2 separate regions of the Mus musculus genome follow, and region 1 is linked to region 2. A link is a contact called in public HiChIP or PLAC-seq data. All regions are on one chromosome and are shown on one strand. Each heading gives the region's core, a stretch centred on a gene start, on an enhancer-like site or on the middle of the called end of the contact. The rest is flanking DNA. Distances are from core to core; before and after follow the strand shown.

Evidence for each region. HiChIP or PLAC-seq counts read pairs in DNA pulled down with a chosen protein or histone mark.
Region 1: a contact with region 2 is called in an HNF4G HiChIP or PLAC-seq map of pancreatic cancer cells. The contact joins two enhancer-like sites.

Annotation. Positions count from the first base shown.
Region 1 is chr6:17,921,676-17,926,847 of GRCm38.p6, reverse strand. It overlaps St7 (suppression of tumorigenicity 7), which reads right to left. Exons shown (of 16, transcript NM_001289624.1): 13 at 4,709-4,859. Among named protein-coding and RNA genes, the nearest start is that of Gm52894, 83 kb to the right of the region's middle. Within about 2 kb of position 3,232, at least 48 of the 459 cell types and tissues checked have an H3K27ac peak or open chromatin away from gene starts, as enhancers often do. A contact at or near this core is called in pancreatic cancer cells, where this site is marked.
Region 2 is chr6:17,051,749-17,056,539 of GRCm38.p6, reverse strand. No RefSeq gene overlaps it. Among named protein-coding and RNA genes, the nearest start is that of Tes, 11 kb to the left of the region's middle. Within about 2 kb of position 3,274, at least 43 of the 459 cell types and tissues checked have an H3K27ac peak or open chromatin away from gene starts, as enhancers often do. A contact at or near this core is called in pancreatic cancer cells, where this site is marked.

The DNA of each region.
Region 1 (5,172 bases), core at 1,983-4,482, 870 kb before region 2:
AGGAAGGCCCTGACTCTCATGCCATAACAGTGGGTCAGCTCTGACCAGGGTCTTTATCCAATGGCTGCTTTCTTTCAAATCATAAAATGCATCCTTAGATCTGTTAGGAGTAGGGGCAGGGGTCAGTTAGGAGTCCCAGTGCTTCCAGCCTTATTGAGGGAAGGCTTAACTAGAGGAAGTGCCCTAAGAACCACATCTCACAGCGAAGAGCATTTGACATCAGGTTCAAAGAGAATAAATTAGAATCATAATCTTATCCTAGGCTTCAACAATGGGCCATTTTCCCTTCTCAGTGGAAACCCTCTGCTTAGCTCCCTCAGAAACACCACCTTCAGATCTTATACATTATTTAGTGGATTCTTGGGGTGGGGGCTCCACAAAGAAAATAAAGAATTCTATTTGCTTGAGTGGAAAAGCATAGACACAAAGAAAAGCTAAGTGGTTTACCCCATGGCATAGTCATCTTCTAGTGTATAGAACATGAAAATTAAAGTTCAAGGTTGCAATCAACAAAAACCATGCATTCTAAAATAAACACTGCCAATGGAGAGCCTTAGAGTTCAAGGTGGGAGGAGATAATGATGCATGAGTACTCAGTATAGGTAAAACAGAAGATGAAAACAGACCACGTAAAGTGGTTACCAGTGCAAACTCAGCGGAAATGAGACCTTGCTTTCATTCTTACGTGATCTTTGCATTCAGCTTGTGCTGCATGTGTGAGGAGAACCAGGGCCAGCAGTGTTTAAAGCAAACATAATTCCGATATGGTGGCAGTCATGCAACAGTCCAAGAAACACAAAGGCTTAAAGTAGAAACTCTTCCCTTTTATTTTTAATTATCTGGACTTTGATTGTATAATTTTGGGGGCTGGGACAGTGATGAATCAAACATTTTAGAAAGCTTTGAAATGCTGATGTATTTGTGGTTGAGAATTCAAGGATGTATCTCCCCCCCCCCAACCCCTTTGCTTAAGAACCATATGCTTCAAACATCATCTCTGTTATATATCAGCCAGACTTTGACTTCATAAAAAGGAGGGAGGGTTCCACATAGTTGATGGAAACCCACTTAATTCTACAGAGTGACTAATTCTCTAACATAAGAATTTCATTGAAAGAGAAAAAAAGCAACTTTCTATTTCTACCCCCATCAACACTTAAGACAGAACCAAGGTTGTTTTGTTTAAAAATATTTCTAAAAGACAACATTTTGTACATGGAACCTGGTGAGATCTTCTGTCCTGAGTTCTCTTTCTAATAAAATTTGGATGTTGGGTGGAGTTGGGAATGGTCTTATATTTCAGAATGAAGAAAATTAATGACTCAGAAGAAAACCTGAACTCTGATGCTGGAGATGTCAAAAGGCGCCACCAAGCGGCAGATTGGGAGAAGTGCAGCCTCTTCTGGTCAAGCAGCTGGGGAGAGCACGCCATCATGAAGAGCTGCCTCAACAGCTTGGAGGTCACCAACATGTGACATTCTCCTTCATTACGGCTTTACAGTTTCCAAGGTTAGGTAAATGGACACCACTCTCAGCAGCTGAGGCAGAATTCTAATCCAAGTCCTCTGATGTAAAACACAGCTGTGGGGCTGGAGAGCCGTCCCCGAAGTTAAAAGAGTAAACTCCTCTTCCAGAGGGCCTGAGTTAGTTCTCAGCACCCACACTGGGCAGCTTGTTGGCACAAAGCCCTCAGTACTCTAGATCTAGGGGATCCAATCAATTCCTCTGGTCTCTGTGCAGCTGCACTCATGGGCATTACCCGTCCCTCCCAGCCCCATACACGTACTTTTAAAAGAGTAAAAAGAAATCTTTTAAACACAGAACTGAATCTCTAATTTAAATGTAAAAAAAAAAAAAAAAAATCACAGATCTAGAAGAAAGGCCAAAAGATTTCAAACAAATGCTTGAGGCTGGAGTGGTAATACTTTCTTCTAAATTGCAGGGAAGCCTTAAGGCTTTTTCTTTAAAAAAGAAAGAAAGAAAGAAAGAAAGAAAGAGAGAAAGAAAGAAAGAAAAGAAGAGAAAAAAAAGGAAAAGAAAAGAAAGGCTGAAAACATGTATCATGAGAATTTTTTTCTAGATATGTGTATGTGAATGCATAAGCATACACACATAAATTCGTATACATCTTTGCTTATTGAAACCACACATGAAAATTGTGCAAAACGTGACGAGTACCAATGTCAAGAACACAATGGAAGCTGCTCGCCGCTCAGCACAGCAGCTGAGGTTAGGTACGTTCACTTCCGTTTCTTTCCCTTTTTATACACATGTACTGTCTATTTTCTTATTATTATTGAAATGTTTAAAGCAATGTTAGAGAAATAGCATGTTTTAATTTTAACCAGGATGAGTCACTTTCTAAACTATTGAAGTACTAAGTGTAAGACAGCATATTCTAGCTTATATGTGGTGATGTAAATCTAAATTTTTACCTTCCAAGCAAATGCTTCAAAGACAACTTGTCTCTTCCCTTCCATGCACTCACTGCAGAGGAGAAATGTGGGCTTGCTCCGCCTCCTGACTGTCTGAACCAAACAGCCACTCACCGCACTGAGTAGCCGCTCACCGCACTGGAGCCCAGAGTCAGCAACGGCTTTCTGCCTAAGCTAGAACATTATCCCTGCTGCAAGCGAAAAGACACAAACGCAAGACCCGTGGACAACACCTGGGCGTGAAAACATGCCTGGAGGTTCCTGGTGCTCAGCTCTCCTCCTGCATCTAGCACACAGGAAGCACACTCGTGCACATCTGCTCTCCAGTTGCTCAGCATGGCTGTCTCTGGAGAATGAATGGCACTGGACCAGATTTGGGCTGGGGTCACAGCTATCTGCTTTTTACAGGAAATGTTTGTCTGTAAATATCAAATTCCCAGCTGACATTTTCTATAGGGATCTGGTTTCCTTACCTTACTATTTTATGTATAAAAATTCACCCACTTAATCTTAATAATGCCTTCTATCCATGCATCTTAAGGTAATTCCCTGGTACTCCTACCCTGCTCAGTTTGGCAGTTCAGCGTGTAGTTGTCTGGTTCTCTCTGTCTCATGACCCTTCCCAGTTGTTTCAGAGAAACTCCATGCTGCTCCCTGATTACTGTCTTCCCGGTGTTTCCAATCATTCTCCCAAACAAATGTTTTCACTCTTCGTGGTCACTGCTAAGACCATGTATTTATCACCCTGAGCTTTGTGCAGTTGTGGATCCTTTCCAGGAGGTCCAACTGGTGAGTTGCTACTCGTGTTCCAAGGATGCCAACCTATTGGTATGGCTCTAAGCCAATTCCTCTGTTTAGCTTTCCACACTGGATGTGATGACTCATATTGGATGAGCTCTTAGGAATCTTTCTCATGTTGAATTAACATTTCCTTTTGTCCTTTTAACAACCAGCATTACAAGCCATGATCAGCACAAGTTGTAGGAGACTGTGTACAAGCACATAGTTTCTTGAGGGAGTCTACTGACCTCAACACATGGCTATATTGCATTTACCAAGCAGAGGGAGAAGCATTGTCAAGTCCATATCTTTCAAGTTGTAAGCAGAAAATTATACAAAGAAAGCTTGTTAATTATCTGAGAAAAAAATTTCCAAGAAGTAATAAAAAATTTCCAACCGCTTTTGAAAGCATCTCTGTCAATTTACTTTCAGCCCACATCACTTCCTGAACCAAGCTACACTCTTCCTGAGCCATGAACGGCAGAAACAAGAAGAAACCGAAGCTTATCAAAGTGAAAATGGAAGCAGAAAAGATAGAGAAAAAAGGGGATTAAAAAAACTTGTTTGTGAGCCTGATTAAAATTAGGATACAACAGGAAAAAACTGACACTCTAATATTATTTGGTTAAATGCCAGCTGCTATGCTTGCTTTGCTTAATTGGGGATTAGCAGTGCTTCACTGTCCATGTTGTCCAATAACATAGGACTGCTGCTTCTTCCTTAATTCACAGTCTCCCAACAGCCCAACAACTTGCCATTTCTTGACATATTCTGCTTGCTTCTCTATCACCCTGGTTCTCGGGGCTTGCTCACTTGTTGCCAGACTTTGCCCTTGGTGTTCTAACCCACAAACCTCTACCTTCTGAAAACATCACCAGACAGCTGACACAGGCATCCCTTTCCTCCTGCCCACAGAGAACAAGGAGGAGAAGGTGGAGACATGCATGTCACCTGCCCTTAGAGCCTGTTTCCCTACACAGAATGACAGCAACTGTAGACAACATGACAGGGCCATCTAACAGACATTTATTATTCACAGGGGTGCCCCACCTCCCAGAAGCCACTCCCATAGTGGACACTGCTGCTTTTTGAAACATATCTAGGGTGCTTTTGTGGATGCTCAATTTCATTTCAGTGCAATAACTGTGTCTCTTATCCAACTCTACAGCTGAGGCTATACAAAACAGTAAGCAGGGTCCAGCACAAGACTTCATTGTGACAATGATGTCAAGGGGCTGGGCAGATCTCCAGAGAGGGTTTGCTGGGTGGTAAAGCATTTATCTAGCAGACTCAGATCAGTTATCTCTTGTATGGAGGTATGCTTCTAATCTTGATGTGGCACCACAAGAGCAACACCCCTATCTCTGGGGATCCGGAGCATCAAACAAAAAACAGACTTGCCAATTCTCATTGTTCATCATGAACTGTTGAGGCATAAACAGTTCTAGCACTCCATGTTCTTAAAGATTGTTCAAAGAAAAAAAATTACTTACTGCCTTCCCACGTACAATGCAAGAGATTCAAAGCCCCTTCCACCCTCTTCCAGTGTGCAAGATGAAAGAATGCATATGCTATCGCTTCACTGTCTCCTCTCTTCAGGATGTGTTCTGGTGGGAGGATTAAGCTTTTCATTTCTAGTAGATACTGAAATTAAAACAGCAGGAGACAGATGTGTTACTATACAGTGATTATGAATTCAACACTGAAATAGGCTGGCTTCCCTAAAACCACCATTCACAAACATTCATCAAACCTCCAACCTCATGGCTACATTTGAAGGCTATTGATAGCCCCAGCAATATTCAGAGTTGGTGGACAGCTGATTAGCTTTGTATTTGTTTCCTTCCATGAAGACTTGTAGGCTGAAATACTCTAATCAAAAAAAATTAATATAGGCTCAAGCAGGTAAAGGAAAAATGTAGAGGAGACAATGATTTTATATAATTTTATAACCACA
Region 2 (4,791 bases), core at 2,025-4,524:
GCAGAGACATATGGATCTCTGAGTATAAGGCCAGCCTGGTTCATAGATTGAGGTGTAGGACAGCCCCAGCTAGACAGAGAAACACCATCTCAAAAAAAACAAGAAACAACAGACAACTAACCAAGACAAAACAAAAACATTGTTTTTATCGCATGTTTGAGCTTTGTGGGTTTTTTTTTGGGGGGGGGTGGGTATGGGTGTGTGCCATTGTGTGCTTGTGGAGGTCAAAGGGCAATTTCCAGGAATCTGTTCTCTTTTGGAGGTTAAACTCAGGTCATCTGGTTCGGTGGCAAGCACACGATGAGCAATCTCTCTAGGGCCTAATAATTCACTAAATGATTATGTATGCAAAACTCAAATAATACAGAATGGATTGTGTTCGTTTATACTAAGATTGCCAGAATAAATGACTATAAATGGGGTAGCTTAAAACAACAGAGATGTTTTTTTTTTTTTTCAGTTCTGTAAACCAACTGGCAATGCAAATATCAAAGTGGTAAAAAGAACTGTCCTTTCTCTGATAGCTCCAGGAAGAAGCCGTCCCTTCAGCTTCCTGGTTATGGCTATCTGCTGGGATTCCCTGTCATTCTCTGGCCTCCCTCCAATTTGCTCCCCCCCCCCCCCATCATGTGGTCATCTTCTCCTTGTGTATGCTCATGGTCAAATCTTTTTTCCTCTCTTTATAAACAGACGAGTCATCAACCTTAAGGCCCACCCACATCTGTATGACCTCATCATAACTAAGTATATCTGAGAAGGCTATTTCCAGATAAGGTCACATTCTGAAGTTCTGGCTGGTTATGAACTTTGGAGATTGCTATTTGACCTACTGCAAGTGAACTGGCTGCTATTTGGTAGAACAATATGCAGGCCAGACAAAACAAAGCTCAATATAAAAAACAAAAATGATCGGTTTTGCATTTGTCCTGCAGCATAATTACACCCTGGAAGAATTCCCATTTTTTTCCCATCAGAGCTAATTTAAGCTCCAGGAGAGCTGATTTCTTGGTCTTACATTCCAGATACAATGAATTCTCTTTCCCTGAAGTTTTGTGTCAGTGGTTGGTCGGTTGGTTTTTCTGTATGCGTTGTCATCTATAACAATCTTCCTTTAAGGAATCATTTGAGTTTTTCTTTAGGAAAAAGCAATTTATTTGGAGGATGAAATATTTGGGATGCCATAAGGAAATGATTTATTTTTGTCTTTGGCTGGAATTGAAGCCTACATAAGTACCTGTCTTTTTATTATTATTTCAGAGAAAACATTAATCAGTATGCTTTGAAACAGTTGACATTTATTGTAGAGGACTGTCCTTTGTATAGAAGAATGTGTAACAGAATATTTGACGTCAACTTATGAGACGCCAGTAACATCATACCCTAGTTATGACAGCTAAATATGTCTTCAGATACTGCCAAATACTTCTGTGACGTAAAATCATTTCCTTTTGAGAAACATTGTTTTACAGGAGACCAAAATCTTGTCTCTACTTTTGTGTTACCAATTACCATCAAGCAGCAAATTCCAACAACCAAAAACATCTGTTTTGTTCACAGACCTTCAGTAAGTGGAAAGAATGGCTTGTCTGTATGCAGCATTAGCTGATGGCTCTATTGAGATCCTGCATAAGGACTCTGCTTGTCTGGCAAGGGTTGCCTGAATGTCTGTGACTCTCTAGTGAGGTCCCTAAGGGCTGCTGGGGTTTCTTCACATCTTGCTGGCTGGGTTTCAAAATGGACTTCAAGGTATACTTATGATCTGCTTCCCCCTCCCCATATTGCCTCATCTCTCATGCTTTATTGTTTGACATGATCATAAAGAACTGCCCACATTTAAAGGCAGAAGACTAAGTCCCCTGCCTCAGTTTGATGACTGTACAAGAGAGAAGACTGTGAGGAATGGGAGAGATGTGACCTTCTACCACCTCAACTGTAAACATAGAAGCTTGGCCTAGTCGGCCATCACTGGAAAGAGAGGCCCATTGGACTTGCAAACTTTTTATGCCCCAGTACAGGGGAACCCCAGGGCCAAAAAGGGGAAGTGGGTGGGTAGGGGAGTGGGGGGTGGGTATGGGGGACTTTTGGGATAGCATTGAAAATGTAAATGAGGAAAATACCTAATAAAAAATTAAAAAAAAAAAAAGAAGCTTCCATTCTTCCCGAATGTCCCGAATGTCAAATACAGTGACATTTATGTTCTAAGTTACTTACATTTCCACATCTCAAATTCTAAATATGTAGCATCTAAGTCAAGTCTCGGTATAGATGATCTTCTCCAGTGTGGCTAATTAGCTGTGGCTTTTGGAATATGATTATTCTTGATCTGATAGGCTCTAGACTAAAAGGGGAAATCATCTCTCTCTCTCCCTCTCTCTCTCTCTCTCTCTCTCTCTTTCTCTCTCTCTCTCTCTCACACACACACACAGACACACACACACAGACACACACACACACACACACACAGACACACACACACACACACACACGACACTATTCCATAATTTGCTTGGAAAAGTGTATGCAGCAATCACTGCTCTGCCACAATTCTGAAATCCAGCAAGCAATATGCTGCTTTCTTAATTAGCGCCTTTTCTGCATTTTAGATAGTGTTCTTCACGGTATTGGTTCAACCTACTGGGCATTTTTCTTTTAAATGGAAAAATTATATCATATATCTTGAACATGGTTTCACCTTCCCAAACTCCTCCCCAATACTCCCCTCTTTCCCCCACCCTGACCCCCCAACTCCAGAGCTTTTCTCTAAAACATAAAACAGGCAAAAAACAAAAAGCCACAAGAAAGGCACACATAAAATAAAACCCATAAAACCCAGCACCATAAATCACAATATACAAGCAAAAGACCAGTTTGACAAACAAAACAATACTAGTGTCCAGACAAAGGAATATGCCAAAAAAAAAAAAAAAACCTCTGCAAAAGTGGCACTGAGTTCACTTTGTGTTGGACATTCACTACTGGACATGGGTGTCCAGTGGAGATAACTAATCATTCCTTTGCAGGCAGTTGTCAACTGGAGATAGCTCCTTGGTTAGGGATGGGAACTGTTGTCTGCTTCCCGTGTCAGCACTGGGTCCAGTCTGCATTAACCCGTGTAGGCCCAGTGCAGGCTGCCTCAGTGTCTGTGAGCTCTGGTGTGCATCAGTCCTGCTGTGTCTGGAAGACACTGTTTGCTTGGTGCCGTCCATTCCCTCCGGCTCTTGCAATCTCTCCACCTCCTGTCTGAGTCATTCTTTTCTATCAAAAGTACTCCAATTCTCATTCCCTTATTTCCTGACCCCAGAAGTCAGGGGTTCAAAGTCCCCTGTGATCTCATAGTGACTCAGACCCTTTCAGTCCTTGCTGTTAGAATTACTTCAGAAACCTTGTGAACTTCCTGTGTGTTCCCATATAATTCTACTGTGTCCAAGTCACAGTCACAAGTCTTTTCTAGATGATTCTTTCCTAGCTGTGTGTCCAGCGTGAGGCTTTCGTGGACTAGCACATTTAGTACTCTTCGAAACCTTTTCTTTGCAACACAAATTCTCTGTGAAGCACACACAGTATCCTTGGGATACCTTCTCTCTGAGTTACATTGTGTCAATGTTGGGTTAGTCACTTCTATGTATGTATGTATGTATGTATGTATGTATGTATGTATTCTATATAAATACACTGTAGCTGTCTTTACACACACCAGAAGCGGGCATCAGATCCCATTACAGATGGTTGTGAGCCACCATGTGGTTGCTGGGATTTGAACTCAGAACCTCTGAAAGAGCTGCCAGTGCTCTTAACCACTGAGCCATCTCACCAGCCCGGTTTAGTCTCTTTTTAATGAAGGCCTTTAACTAACATCTTAAATTTATTTTGTTTTTCTCTGAAGTCATTGGGTTTTTTTGTTTGTTTGTTTGGTTGGTTGGTTGGTTTTGTTTTAATCTCATTAGTTTATTTACAATTTTATCTAGAGTTCTGGAGTTTAATGCAATCTTCAGATTGCACTTCTTAAACATTCTCCATTCTGCTAAAGGGATGAGCTGAGTATCCCCATCTGTCACAGGTCTGAAACCCAACAGTGGGGCTTGCCTTGTTTAATCCCAGCACTCAGGAGGCAGAGGCAGACTGATGTCACAGTTTGAGGCCAGCCTGATCTACATAGTGAGTTCTAGAGCACACAGGGCTACACAGGGAAAACCTGTCTGGAAGAAAACAAAACAACAACAACAACAAACAACTAAACAAAAGAAACAGAAAGCAGTACTCCACTTTAAGCAAGTCATTAACTTCTCTCTTTTCTCATTTCATCACAGGTGGTGAGAGTAAGCCGGGGGACACGTTATGTGGATCTATGGGATAGTCCCATTCCAGGTATATTGTTTACCATGTGTGTCACTGTAGACAACACCCACTGCACACTAAGTGCCACTGTCCTACAGTCTTTTACTTCCCAGATCCTTGAAATGTTCTCCAGACTTTAAACTCCCACTGTCCAGAAAAATCTTGAGATTTTTCTCTGCAGACACCTTTGTTCTAAAAATTGTTTAGACTTCCCTATAGCATTCTGGAGACACTCTGGGGTTCTGCTCAGTCCTGCCAGTTGCTGCTGTGTTGGTTTTCTTGGCAGGGTACTACTTCTAGTCCCCCTAAACGTAGTTGGCCTTCTAATGCAGTGGTTCTCAACATTCCTAGAGCTGTGACTCTTTAACACAGTTCCCCAGGTTGTCATGATTCCCAACCATAAAACAACTTTGTGGCTATTTCGTAAGTGAATTGTAATGTAAATATTGGCTATGC